2 separate regions of the Rattus norvegicus genome follow, and region 1 is linked to region 2. Evidence: chromatin contacts called from public Hi-C data. All regions are on one chromosome and are shown on one strand. Each heading gives the region's core, a stretch centred on a gene start, on an enhancer-like site or on the middle of the called end of the contact. The rest is flanking DNA. Distances are from core to core; before and after follow the strand shown.

Region 1 (6,464 bases), core at 1,064-3,563, 190 kb after region 2:
ATCCCAACTCTGTGGTGGCCCAGATCAGCTGTCCCACACTCCATTACACTTAAATCTACACATGAAAGAACACACAATAACCTCTGGCCCAATTGATAAGATATAATTGCCCACCTAAACATACAAAGCCCAATACACATCCATCCCTTAAGAACATTCATAACAACCTGTAAGGGTACAGCGTGGAATCTTAACGTCACCCGCCATATTCTCCTGCCACCACTTCTCTCCCTCTCCCTCTCCCTCCTGTCTCTTCCTCCTTTCCATTCCAGTCTCCTCCTCTTCCTTCAAACTTTTCTCCCGCCCATCCTTCCTTCTTGCCCAATGACAGGCCTCCTTCTATCTTGTACCTGCCTCACCTGTGACATCATCCCACAGTCTGTTAATTCTTACATAATGAAACCAAACACTCCCTGGATGGGCCACCTAAATAGCAAGCATACACTGGAACAGCCAATATGAACTCTGGGACCCAGCCTTTCCTCAAGCTCTCTCCAGCTGCGAAACCAGCTCCCTCTAAACATTCTTGCACTCCTCATCCCTCATTCAACAACTGCCTCCCCTCACATCAGCACTATGCCTCCCCTTCCCCATCCGGCAGGGGAACTACTCTCTCTCCAGTCCTCTTGATTATGAGTCTCAAGTCCTTATTACAGTGACATCGCATGACCTTACAAAAGAGAAGTATCTGCTAACCAAGGACAGGACTTAAGGAGAAAAGAAGCTTTTTAAAAGAGAGAGGAACAGAAAAGGAAAAACATGTGTTGTGCCAGGTTGGAACACTTGACAGGAATAAACATTTTCCTTTCTCCGTGCTACATGAACTGGTTTGGTATCTAAGCAATTCACTTTTACCTTTTGCATAAAAGTCAGGACAAGGGGAAGAATGACTAACAGAAATAAGAACTCAAGCTTTACACAGGTCCATGTGTCAACAAATCCCGCCTTGGAGATTTGGGTAGATTTCTCCCCTGCTTACCTCAGCTTTTAGTACTCAAGTCCCTGAAGCCCAAGATTAAATTTTACTAGTTTCTTGAGTGTCATGGGGTAAAAAAACAGGTGGGTATGAGTGGGTGGTAGTTAGCAATTTCAAAAGCACGAATGTAAGTGGTATGTGTCTTCTGGCTCTCTGAGAAGTGCACCATAAACAGTATGTTAATGTTGCAGCCCATCCCTTGACACAAAGCCAAACAGTGCTGTTTTTACATCAATGCTCTGCAAATGCCTCTCTCCGTTCACCTAGATCTCACATTAAAACTAATCTTTTGGACGACATTTTTTTTTTTTAATTCTAGCCTTTTTCTTGTGGCACTTAAAGAGACAGCACAGGGTAATGACAGCTCTTTCTTCAGAGACCCAATTTGGGTCACAAGTTACTACGTCTACAGTGTTTGAGTTATAGCTTGTAGCAGTTGTACACACTGGAGCTCCAAATGCCTGTGTATTTTGGCATTTCTTTCAGTCTGCCTGAATTGAAGACACATGGCAGGCTGCAAAGTATCCTCACATAATATCTGTCTGTATTGTGACTCTGCTTTGAGCAAACTGTCACTTCTTTGTCTCAGTAATTAGTTCTAAATTGTATAACAAAGCCATCAAGCCTGTCAAGTCTTCCCTCAGTCATTCTTTTGTTCCAGTGTCCCTCCTGCAAAACAGAGCTTGCTACCAGCTTCCTACCCAGGCTATCTAGTGTCCCCCTCCATAGCTGTGGGCACAAAACGATGGTCCTGAGTCCTCTGTCACACCTCATTCCTGCACTGAAGGCGAAGCATGGCATAAATCAACTTTAGTGGTTCCTAACAACTGAACAAAAATGTCAGAGTAGCCTCACATGTACGATATTTGATAGCCTGGGTGCGATCTAGCACTCCCATTGTAAAGGCCCTATTTTCTCTGCTCTGAAAGACCAGCCTGTTTACCAGCACCTCCATCCCTTCAGCACACAGCTCAGCTTTTGTTCCCAAAGCTCTGCAGTCTAACTAACCCACCCTACCCTATCAATACGACTTGTCTCTCAAAGCTGAGTCCATTCCATTCTCCTGTCTGTGAGAGGAGGAAAGACTGATCTAACCACAGAGTTACTGACGTAACAAACCAGAAAAGCTACTACAGACAGCTGTGCTGTGTGCTGGGATATTTCACCGTGGGATTTTGTTCCCCAACATCTCTGGTATCTCTTCTTGCACAAGCCAATAGCAGATGCCCTCACTTCCCCACTATGAAAGTCAAAATTACGTCCAGAAGTTGTATAATCACATGAAGTAAGAATCACTGAGTTGGTACAGCTGCCAATGAAAACCACTCCAAACTAGACGTAAAGCATCTCTGCTGCCCATGACCTTCAGCAGACACTGTATGTGAACGTCTCCCTCTTCCCCAGCCTGCTACTTGTCACCAGCTTTGGAGGATACCATATGTTATTCTCATTACAACACACACACACACACACACACACTCTCTCTCTCTCTCTCTCTCTCTCTCTCTCTCTCTCTCCTACTTTAAATTTTGTTTGAAGAATACTCTAATGAAACTTGACTCTTTGAAAGCATCACATCTTCCTCAGTGTAAGGACTACCAGGTCTACCTTTCTCTCCACCCATTTCCACATCATTTCAGCACTATCCATAGCAGTTAGGATGTGGAGCAATCCACACCTCCACCCGATGAGCAGGCAGTCAGAATGGGGCTCAGTGGGATACTATCCAGCCTTGTAAGGAAAAGGTTCGCACAGGTACCGTAGCATGGATGAGTCCCAAGGACACTACACTAAGTGAAATGAAGTAGTCATCAAAGAAGAATACGGAGGGCTGGAAAGATGGCTCAGAGGTTAAGAGCACTGGCTGGTCCAGGGGATGACCAGGATTAGGTTCCCAGTACCTACAGGGTATCTCACAAATGTGATTCCAGTTCCATAGGATCCACTGTCCTCTCCTGGCCTCTGCGGGCACTACACACATGGTGTGTATACTTACACACATGCAAGCCAAGTACTCATACATGTAAGGAAATAGAATAATACTGTATGGTCTGCATTTATGAAGTAAGTAGACGTGGAAAACAGTGGCTGCCAGAGGTTTAGAGAGGGGAAATGAGGACTCGCCTAACAGATTTAGTTTGAGTTTCACAGGTGCCCAACAGTGTGAAGCTACCTCCTATTACTCAACTGCATGCTCAGAAACGATAAATTACAAGTTACATACGTATTCCTTAACCTCAACTACGGACAAAACCTGTTGGCTCCACATCCAATCATCTGAACTTCAATGCCAGCAGTATCCCCAAAGAGCTGCCTGGCTTCCGGTAGCCATGAAAATATCAGTAGCAAACTTTAATTCAGGGGGACCCAACCAGCAGCCTATGAGCTGTATGGGCTCCAGGACAGCTAGGAAGGTGGCACAATACAAAGATGAAATGCTTACTTAAAACACTGTGATTTGGGAGTTGGGGATTTGGCTCAGTGGGAGAGTGCTTGCCTAGCAAGAGCAAGGCCCTGGGTTCGGTCCCCAGCTCTGGAAAAAAAGAAAAAGAAAAAGAAAAAAAAAAACAAAACACTGTAATTTGGGGTTGGGGATTTAGCTCAGTGGTAGAGCGCTTGCCTAGGAAGTGCAAGGCCCTGGGTTCAGTCCCCAGCTCCGAAAAAAAAAGAACCAAAAAAAAAAAAAAAACCACTGTGATTTTTGTTAATGTGTTTGGATTACCCAGTTCTTGAGTGTGAACTTTGTGGCTCACCAACTTGCACTGCAGCAGGACATGAAGCAAGTGTAACCACGCCCTTCCTCATTGGGTAGATGGCGATACTCACGCCACACATACGGCTCCACTTGCCATCGGTACCAATGACCGATGATGCCACTGAGGAGATGGCTTCTTTAGTGCCATTTAAAGGCACAGCTAAAGAAATGTATACAAAACAGTAAAAAGAATTATGTTACAGTGATTTTCTTTGTCCACTCTCAGTGTGTATGGTGAGGCTGCTCTGGTGTAGATATGCATTCAAATGCTAAATTCTGTGCCTCAAGATCTGGTTGCCCCAAGACAAGCAATTTCTCACATATATCAGCTTTTGTTGTGCAAACCTTGCTCCCCAACTCAATTGGTCAATAAAAGGCTAAAGTCTGTGGTTGGGCAGTAGAAAGAGGAAGGCAGGATTGCCCGGGAAGAAGAAAGAAACTCTAGAAAAAAATGAGGAGAGAGACATGACTATGGGTCTGGAAGGTATAGCTAGTCACGTGGCTGGAAGGGGTAGACGGGTCAGGTTAACTCAGATGAGCTGGTTGAGTCTGCCCAGCTAAGGCCTAAGCTTTGAAATATTAAAAGGTCTCCTTGGGGAACTAGCTGGTTAAGGAATAACTGCAGCCATATTAATTTCCAGCATTAATTGTTAACTACAGAAAATTTAAATCACATTACAGTATCTTGGGGTGCTGTGGAGACGGTAGGTAAAAACCAAGGTTTCATAAAATCAAAGGAAGATGACACAATCACTGCTCAAAACTCAAGTTCAGTGATGTCACACTGCACAGTGCATCAAGAAAACATATAGTCAAAAATATTAAAAATGGGAAGAGAAAGTGGGGAAGAGCCTCCAACACATCAGCACTGGGGAAAATTTCCTGAACAGAACACCAATGGCTTATGCTGTAAGATCAGGAATTGACAAATGGAACCTCATAAAACTGCAAAGCTGTAAGGCAAAGGACACTGTCACTAGGACAAAACAGCAACCAACAGATTGGGAAAAGATCTTTACCAATCCTACATCTGATAGAGGGCTAATATCCAATATATACAAAGAACTCAAGAAATTAGACTCCAGAGAATCAAGTAACCCTATTAAAAAATGGGGTACAGAGCTAAACAAAGAATTCTCAACCGAGGAATATCCATATCAAATGGCTGAGAATCACCTAAAGAAATGTTCAACATCTTTAGTCATAAGGGAAATGCAAATCAAAACAACCCTGAGATTGCACCTCACACCAGTGAGAATGGCTAAGATCAAAAACAGCAGATGCTGGTGAGGATGTGGAGAAAGAGGAACGAACACTCCTCCATTGCTGGTGGGATTGAAAGCTGGAATAGTCACTCTGGAAATCAGTCTGAAGGTTCCTCAGAAAATTGCAAATAGTTCTTTCTACCTGAGGATCCAGCTATACCTCTCCTGGGCATATACCCAAAAGATGCTCCAACATATAACAAAGACACGTGCTCCACTATGTTCATAGCAGCCTTATTTATAATAGCCAGAAGCTGGAAAGAACCCAGATGCCCTTCAACCGAGGAATGGATACAGAAAATGTGGTACATCTACACAATGGAGTACTTACTATTCAGCTACTAAAAACAATGAGTTCATGAAATTCATAGGCAAATGGGTGGAACTAGAAAATATCATCCTGAGTGAGGTAACCCAGTCACAAAAGAACACACATGATATGTACTCACTGATGAGTGGGTATTAGCCCAATAGCTCGGAATACCCAAGATACAATCCACAGACCACATGAACCTCAAAGAAGGAAGACCAAAGTGTGGATACTTTAGTCCTTCTTAGAAGGGAGAATAAAATACTCACAGGAGGAAATATGGAGACAAAGTGTGGAGCAGAGACTGAAGGAAAGGCCATCCAGAGACCCCCACACCTGGGGATCCATCCCACATCACCAAACACAGACACTATTGGGGATGCCCAGAATTACATGTTGACAGGAGTATGATATAGCTGTCTCCTAAGAGGCTCTGCCAGAGCCTGACAAATAAAGAGGCGGATGCTTGCAGCCAACCATTAGAATGAGAATAGGGTCCCCAACGGAGAAGTTAGTGAAAGGACTGAAGGAGCAGAAGAGGTTTGCAACCCCATAGAAAGAACTACAATATCAACCAACCAGACACCCCAGAGCTCCCAGGGACTAAACCACGAACCAAAGAGTAGACATGGAGCAATCCATGGCTCCATCAGCATATGTATCAGAGGATGGCCTTGTCGGGCATCAGTGGGTAGGGAGGTCTTCAGTCCTGTGAAGGCTCAATGCCCCAGTATAGGGGAATGCCAGGGCAGGGAGGCAGGAGAGAGTAGGTGGAGGAGCACCCTCATGGAGGCAGGGCATAGGGTATGGGATGGGGGTTTTCAAAGGGGAAACTGGGAAAGAGGATAACAGTTGAAATGTAAATAAAGAAAATATCTAGTAAAAAATATTAAAAATGGGGACATCACACAAATTGTCAAGATTGAATTTCATAAGGGGCTAGATATTAAATCATCATCATTTACAGGAATTCCTAAAAACTGTTCAGGCTCTTTGTTAAGAAGGAGGAGAATAGAGGAAGGGAGGGAGAGGAGAGGAGGAAGGGGAGGGAGGAGAGGGATGGAAAGGAGTCTAGGCTATCTAACTCCAGTGACATCACTACTTTTCAGGAGTAAGAAGGTGAAGCCAAGGGCCACCGTCAGTAAGACTTTATGATTT
Region 2 (6,990 bases), core at 1,274-3,773:
CTTCAGTGTTCTTATATCTATGTGTAATTAACTTTTTTTCAATATTGTTAAGCAAGCATTTGAACTGGCAAAGCCCCGAGTGCAGGAAGATTCTGGAAAATAACTGGACCTCGAGGTTGGATGATGCTTGTCGCTCTTTTCAGGAAGCTTTTAACATCGGGCCTGGTTGGCTTAGGTCTGTAAATCCAGGAGCGGGCAGGGCTGTGTGTACTGATGCACATGTATGAATCGCTCATTGGTAGAGAGCTTGCTGAGCACGTGGGTAGCCTTAAGTTCGATGCCCAGTGTGCAACTATTCCTGCCTTACTCTGGGAAAGGGTGCCCTAATTTCCATTCCTCTTCTGACATCACGTCAACGAATGCTTTTTAATTGTTGGTGTAAATACCATTAGATTAATCGTATTGGTTCTGGCGCACAGCCTACCGTCACGTGGGATTTTTTTTTCCCCAAGTGAGACAGTCATAAACGCCAGGGTTGAGCGCAAGGCATCTTGGATGTCATAATCCAGTCCTTCCTAGATGGTTATACAGGCTGCAGGTGTACTGTATTTCAGATTTCACCTTCCGGGGTGAAACTGCCTGCCTCTTCAAGAGGCCTCTGAGGAACCTCCCCAACCCCAACCTGACCCTCCCCTCCCCCAACTCCCCACACACATACAGCCCCACCTGGTCCATTGTCCAAGGTTGCTGTGACTTACGTTTGGTGCACCTCTGGGAGCCCGGGGCCTTACTCCACCCATGGCAGCACTGCCCTCCACAGACATTGATCCTGAAACAAAGTGAGACCCCTGAGTCCAGAGCAGTGAACTCAAGCTTCCAGAGAGTTCCTGAAAAGTTAGTCTCTTGCTTCCACGTTCCTCTAGATTAGAGAGAGCTCTAAAGTGTGCCCACAGGATGCCCAGCCCAAAGTTGCTCAGCTGTAAGGGTCTAGGACCATTCATCTGGGAAGGAGGGAGGAACCACTGGATCTGCAGAACAGGCATGGAGACTTAAAATCCAAACAAATGGTTGTCTCAAACTCCAAATTAAAACAGTCAAAAGTATTCTTCATATTCTCTAGGCCCACTTTGCTTCACTGACGCACCCCCCATCCCCCCCCCCCCCGCCAAAAGAGTGAGATCACCCTGAGGATCCATCCCTGGGAGTTGGGGGAAGAAGCCAAATGTCCAAATTAAGTCGCCCCCATCCCAACTTGTGATTAATGGGGAGAAAGGCGTGCAGTAGGGATATTTAGCAGCACCGAATAACAAACTTTCCAACCCCTACTGCGGTCCATGTGGAATCTCATCCCAACCTCTTACCAATTTAGGACCCACAGGTGCCAGGAAACCCAAGTCTACAATTTCTGGGATGCTCAAGGAGAGCTTTAGAGCTTTAGAGCCAGCTTTCACTCACAATCCCTTTTTCATTAGGTAAACCAAAATAAAAAACCGAGTTGCAAGAAGTTTAATTGATGCCTTGGGATTAAGCTGTAGTGACTTCATGTTTACGCCCATAGTCTAAGAGCTGAAGGGTTTGCGCACAGGAGGTTACGCCCCGGGAAAGAAATAAATGCCTTTTGTGTTTCCCTGCAGCTCGGTAACAATGCACTCGGAGTTAAACACCAGTAAAAAAGTGAGCGGGCTTCCCCCGCGCCCACCCCTTCCCGCAGCGCCCCCGGCGGGGAGGAGACGGTGCACTGGCCCCGCCGGGTCCCAGCGCGCGGGGCAGGCGGAGCGTGGGCTTACCCCTGCAGCTGCTGCTTCTGCTGAACCTGCAGTCTGGAGCCCCCGGAGCTCTGCGTGTCCTGCTGCACTTTGGAGCGCACGACTTGCCTGCCATGTTTGGCGAAGCGAGTGACCGCGGTCTGAGCACCGGCCTTTGAGTGGAGCTGCCGGCTGGGCGCCCCCGGACGCGCGGGCTCGGGTGGCAGCGGAGATCGGAGCCCGGGCAGGGCCGCGCCGCCAGGCTGGCTGGTGCGCCGGGTCCGCTCGGCTGGGGGCCCGGCCAAGGAGCGGCTGGAGGTGGCTGTTGAGCTCCGGCTGTACCTGGCGTCCAGTGCGACGTTGAAGGTCCGCGGGGGCCCAGCCAGAGGCAGGGTTCCGGCCGGCAGTCCCGGGCCCGGGCGCACCACGTACGTGATCCTCCGCACCCGGCCGTGCGCAGACCACGCTAGCAGCCCTGCCCAGAGCAGGAGTCCCCACCTGAGCCAGGCTCCCGCCATCGCGGGCAGTCTCCGGCCGTGCGACTCGCCCTGCCCCGGCGCACTCCCTCGGTATCCCCGAGGACTCCGCGGAGAGCCTGTGCGCCGCGGGGTGGAGGCCAACTGGGTGGCCGCAGGGAGGGAGCTTTGCGGGCGGCTGAGCGGCAGCGGACCCCAGCCGGGAGCGGAGGCGAGCAGGGGGCGGGAGCTGGGGTGGAGAGGAGGGGAGGGGCGCGGGCTGCTCAAGGTGAGGGTCCCCTGGCTCAGCCGGGGTGTCGCCGGGTGCTGCTGAGGTGCTATGGGCGCCGACCCCGCGAGGGTGGGCGAGGACGACCGTGAGCGCTGGACGCTCAGAGGCAGCCCCGGCTGCAAAGTCTTTTAAAAGTTTCTTCTCCCCGGTGGAGCCCTGTGTCAGATCTGAACAGCCAATCTGCGGCAGACGTGACGTCAGGCAGCAAATCCTAATTGGGGAAAGCTTGAGATGAGCCGGAGAATGAGCCGCCACCCTCCGCATCCAAAGATTGGGACTGTGGGTCGAGTGGACAAGGGTTCCGGCTCCCCAGTCCCAGGAGAAGACAAAGAGCTCAGCAAGGTGAGGGAAGAACGGCCCTTTCCTTCTAGCGGCCGAAAAGGATTCGAGTAATAACAGTTTAGAAGTGTTTTACCCGAGTTTGTTTGGATACTGTCTGCAGGAGTTGAATTTGAACACTAGGTCCGGTCCCAGAAAAGGCTATCCCAGGTAGGGCAAGCTGTCCATTGGAAAGTGATTATCTCTATTAGTCGGAAGGAAGGTTTTCTTTAGGACTGCAACCTCCGGAAGACTTTGTGGTACCCTGCTCCTGGCATTGGAGGGTCAAGAATGCGGGATGGGCAGCAGGGGGCGCCCATGTAGATGAAGAAAAAAGCAGAGGCTGCCCAGCCGGTGGTCCTCGCAGTGGAACGGAGCATTTAGGGATTCATTCTCTCTCTCTCTCTCTCTCTCTCTCTCTCTCTCTCTCTCTCTCTCTCTCTCTCTCTCTCTCTCTCTCTCTCCTCCCCTCCCCTCCCCTCCCCTCCCCTCCCCTCCCCTCCCCTCCCCTCCCCTCCCCTCCCCTCTCCTCTCCTCTCCTCTTCTCTCCTCTTTCTCCTGCAAAAGAGACTTTGAAGAAAACCAGGTAATGGCATCTTTACTGCTAACATCTGAATTAAAACAATGTCAACAGAATGAATGCTATTTTTACATGACTGAAATCAAAAGTCCATTAAAATAACTGTATATTTAAAAAAGAAAGCGCCAGAGACTGGAGAAATAGCTTGGTGGGTGGTTAAATGCACTGGCTGCTCTTTCATCGGACCTGAATTAGATTCCCAGCACCCACATGTTAGTTCACAACCATCCAAACCTCCAGCTCCAGGAGACTTGATGCTCTCTTCTGACCTTCAGATGCATATATACATATATATACATATATATATATATTCATGCAAAGCAGTGACACACATAAAATAAAGGAATATTTTCAAAAGTGAGCTAAAAGGGGCTTTTTCCCAGCCTTGGGTTTTCTCACACATTAGTACTTTTGATTGTCGTTTGCTGGCTTTCTGTGCACCAGCTCAGGACAACTGGTAGCAAGTGAGACTGAGTTAAGAAATATTGATGGTGGGAAAACTCATTTCAAGTTGAGGAAGCAATCTAGTCACCTACTTCAATCTGCATATGGCTGACATGCCGGTGAGTATTTGATCTGAGAAGACTGGGCCTGGAGGCCTGAACACAGGCTTCCAGAGGGAGCACTGTCTGAGAGCCACTACCATCAAAAAGAAGAAAGAAAGAAGGAAAGAAGGAAAGAAAGGAAGAAAGAAAGAAAGGAAGAAAGGAAGGAAGAAAGGAAGGAAGAAAAGCTCTGGATGAAGGAAGGAGACCTGGACTACAGCATAAAATTATCACTAATTTCTACAGTCCACAGGCATTTCACCTTTACTCTCGGAAGCTCTGCTTTCTCAACACACACATACACACACACACACACACACACACACACACACACACACACACACACACACAGACCAACTGGGTGAAAAGTCCTTCCCAGCCCTAATAGCTAGGGTATCCTGTCCCTCTGTACAGCACAACTCCACTCCAACCTCAAAGCTGGGTCAAAGTGAACCAGGTGAAAGGAGGGGTCAAGACACTGTCTGGTGTCTGCAACTTTGGGTTCTATGTGAAAAAATACAAGGGAACAAATGCCTACCCAGTGCCTGCAGTGCAAAAAGCCAGCAGATACACAGCATCCTTGTATCTATCTGGAGTTACAAAGTATCCTGAGGCACAAAGGCTCTGTATAAAGGAAACCTATCTGGTTGGGGAAACAAGATCTAAATGAAGCATTAAAGAAGATAAACAGCTGAATTAAGCAAGGCTTAGAGAAAAATAACCGAAATTTCACAAGGCACTATTTGATTTCCGGGATCCTATAACATAGTATATCCCATAATTCTTTGTCATCTTGTAGACAATTCTTAACAAAGAATATTTCCTGGCCGCAAGTCAAGCCTGCCCCGGTGAAGATTTTAGGTGTCATATAGGGATTTTCTAAGCAGCTGGGTGCATTGCACAGGGAGTGGGGCAGGAAGCAGGAGGCAAGGGAGGGGAAGGCAGTCCATGGGTGGGAAGGGAGGAGGAGAGTGGACAAGGGAAATGACCCAGGCAGCATTACCAACAAGAAGTCTTTACTAGTTTCAGTGTTGGGTAAGCCTTCCTGGCAAGTGTCTCCCAGGTCCAGGATTGGCCGGGGGGGGGGGGGTGACATATATCAACACTGCTTCCAGGACAGAAGCAGCTGTTTACAGACGGCACAGCTGGGAGCAGACTCTGGGAGCCTAGCCTCCCTACTTTGGGCAAGTCATTCCACCTGTCTGGATCTCAGTTTCTAGAGAATCTGGGGCTCTGCTTGTAATCGCTGTCTTTGCAGTAAAACTGGTTTTCACTCTGATCTATGGCTCTACAGAGAAGTGTTTTCTGTGAGACAGCTCAGAAAGTAAGAGTCCCTGGTGTGCAACTATAAAGACCTAAGTTCAAATCCCCATCACCCATATAATAGCAGACCATGGTCACAGACAGTAGTAACTCCAGCACTCTAGGGGAAGGGGAAGGAGAAAAGAATGCAGGAACTGCTGTTATCAGCCTAGATCCTAGTCCAGAGAGAGAAACTGTCTCAAGGGAATAGGCAGAAATGATCACACAGGACATCCAGTGTCCTCCTCTGATCTCCACACAAACACAAAGGCAAGCATGAACACACACATCCACACACACTACATACATGCCACTTACATACACCATGCACACACCAAAAATAAAGAACAAAAGAAATTACAGATGTTTCCTACCTTTGAAAATGTACAAGGCAATATTTCTTTCTCCTGACAGCAATACAGGAGTGGCCACTTCTGGTGCATCTTCAACCAAATTATAACCTCTAACAGGAATGCTCCCCCATTCTGTGGAACATATGTGTGCCTACATGACCATGAATATGCAAATATATGCATTAGCAAAGAACCCCACTGGGGCTGTTGGCAGATGCCGGCAAAATCACAGTTTTCCACACAAGTTTCTTGTTTCTTATACAACTAGCAAGATAATCTTTAAGAATTGTGCTGTGGACCCCATGTAACTTCACATGAGATGGCTGCTCATCTCAAACACTGAACTCACTATTAATCCTGAAGGCCCAGTTCCTGTCAGGCATCGAGATCAGCCTTTGCCAAGTCTCAACCGAACTTAATGCCACAGACCCTGAACCTAAACCCCCCTAGAGTTCAAGGTCCATTTACATTGGCAGTACACAACTTCCTTGTTCAAAAACCAAGTCTTTAAAGATCTCATAAAACTTCTTGGACTTCAGATGGTTTTTAGAAAACAATACTCAGATGAGCTAAGTGTAAATGAATCAGAAAAGAGGATTATGTTTCCCATTAAAACCCATGGGTTTGAAGATTAGGGGGGAAAGACAGGCTGGCAAATGCCAAACATTTCAAAGCACTTTGAGACCATTAGTCAAACTCAGAATGCAGCCAGGTTCCCTCATCTCGACACTTTATGAGTTTTTGTAATTGAAAAATCTTTTCCTACATTTAGGATCGGCTACAAATCAAATTTAGTGGCTGCCTATGATCAAAAATGCCTCCGCACGTGTTTTCTTCAGCCAGGGATTTCATGGAGACCCCCTCTGTCATCTCTAGTCTCATCAAGAAATTCTTAGAAAGAGAAAAGAGGAGGTTGGAATGAGACCGGTTAAAAAGTCATGAGTCTGTACACGGTGTGAGGAGGGAGTGAGAGACAGAGAGGAGGAGGTGGAGGGATGAATGAGGGAGAGCTCCAAGCTAAGGTTTCCATACGTGTCTTAAAGGCGTGGTCCCCAGAGTGGTATTAGTGAGGGGTGATGCAACCTTTAGCAAAGTTTGTGGGAAGTCCTCAAGCCTTTAAGAGATTATTGTGGGACCACGATCTCTTCCTGTTGCGAGTTTTACTTCCGGAGTCACAAGGTGCCCGGTGCCCCTGCTATAACACACTATCTCAGCAGAGAGCAAGAGAAATCAGGGACTGGGACTTCCAAACCCACAAACTAAACGAGCCTTTACACTTATAAGTTTACGACCCACAGTACTTCCTTCTCACAGCAGACTAGAACTCACTAGACCAGGACAGAGAAAGAGAGATTATTTGTCAGGGGAAGATTCATAGTACAAGAATGAACAGCGGGGGAGCCGTGGTGAGTGTAGAACAAAAATGAGCCATAGTAGGAGAAAGGAGGGATCATTGAGTG

Evidence for each region. Hi-C and Micro-C count contacts between places; a contact is called where the count stands out from the background.
Region 1: a contact with region 2 is called in a Hi-C map of Schwann cells, with 6 times the contacts expected there. The contact joins the enhancer-like site here to the promoter of Ltbp1 in region 2. A contact is called at or near these places in 6 of 12 Hi-C or Micro-C datasets (the A7r5 cell line, the Rat2 cell line, Schwann cells and 3 more).

Annotation. Positions count from the first base shown.
Region 1 is chr6:26,362,533-26,368,996 of GRCr8, forward strand. The region is part of intron 13 of Ttc27 (tetratricopeptide repeat domain 27); the gene reads right to left. Among named protein-coding and RNA genes, the nearest start is that of Ttc27, 88 kb to the right of the region's middle. Within about 2 kb of position 2,314, at least 37 of the 93 cell types and tissues checked have an H3K27ac peak or open chromatin away from gene starts, as enhancers often do. A contact at or near this core is called in Schwann cells, where this site is marked.
Region 2 is chr6:26,174,778-26,181,767 of GRCr8, forward strand. Ltbp1 (latent transforming growth factor beta binding protein 1) reads right to left here and starts at 2,524. Exons shown (of 34, transcript NM_021587.2): 1 at 1,728-2,524; 2 at 699-769. The coding sequence starts at 2,203.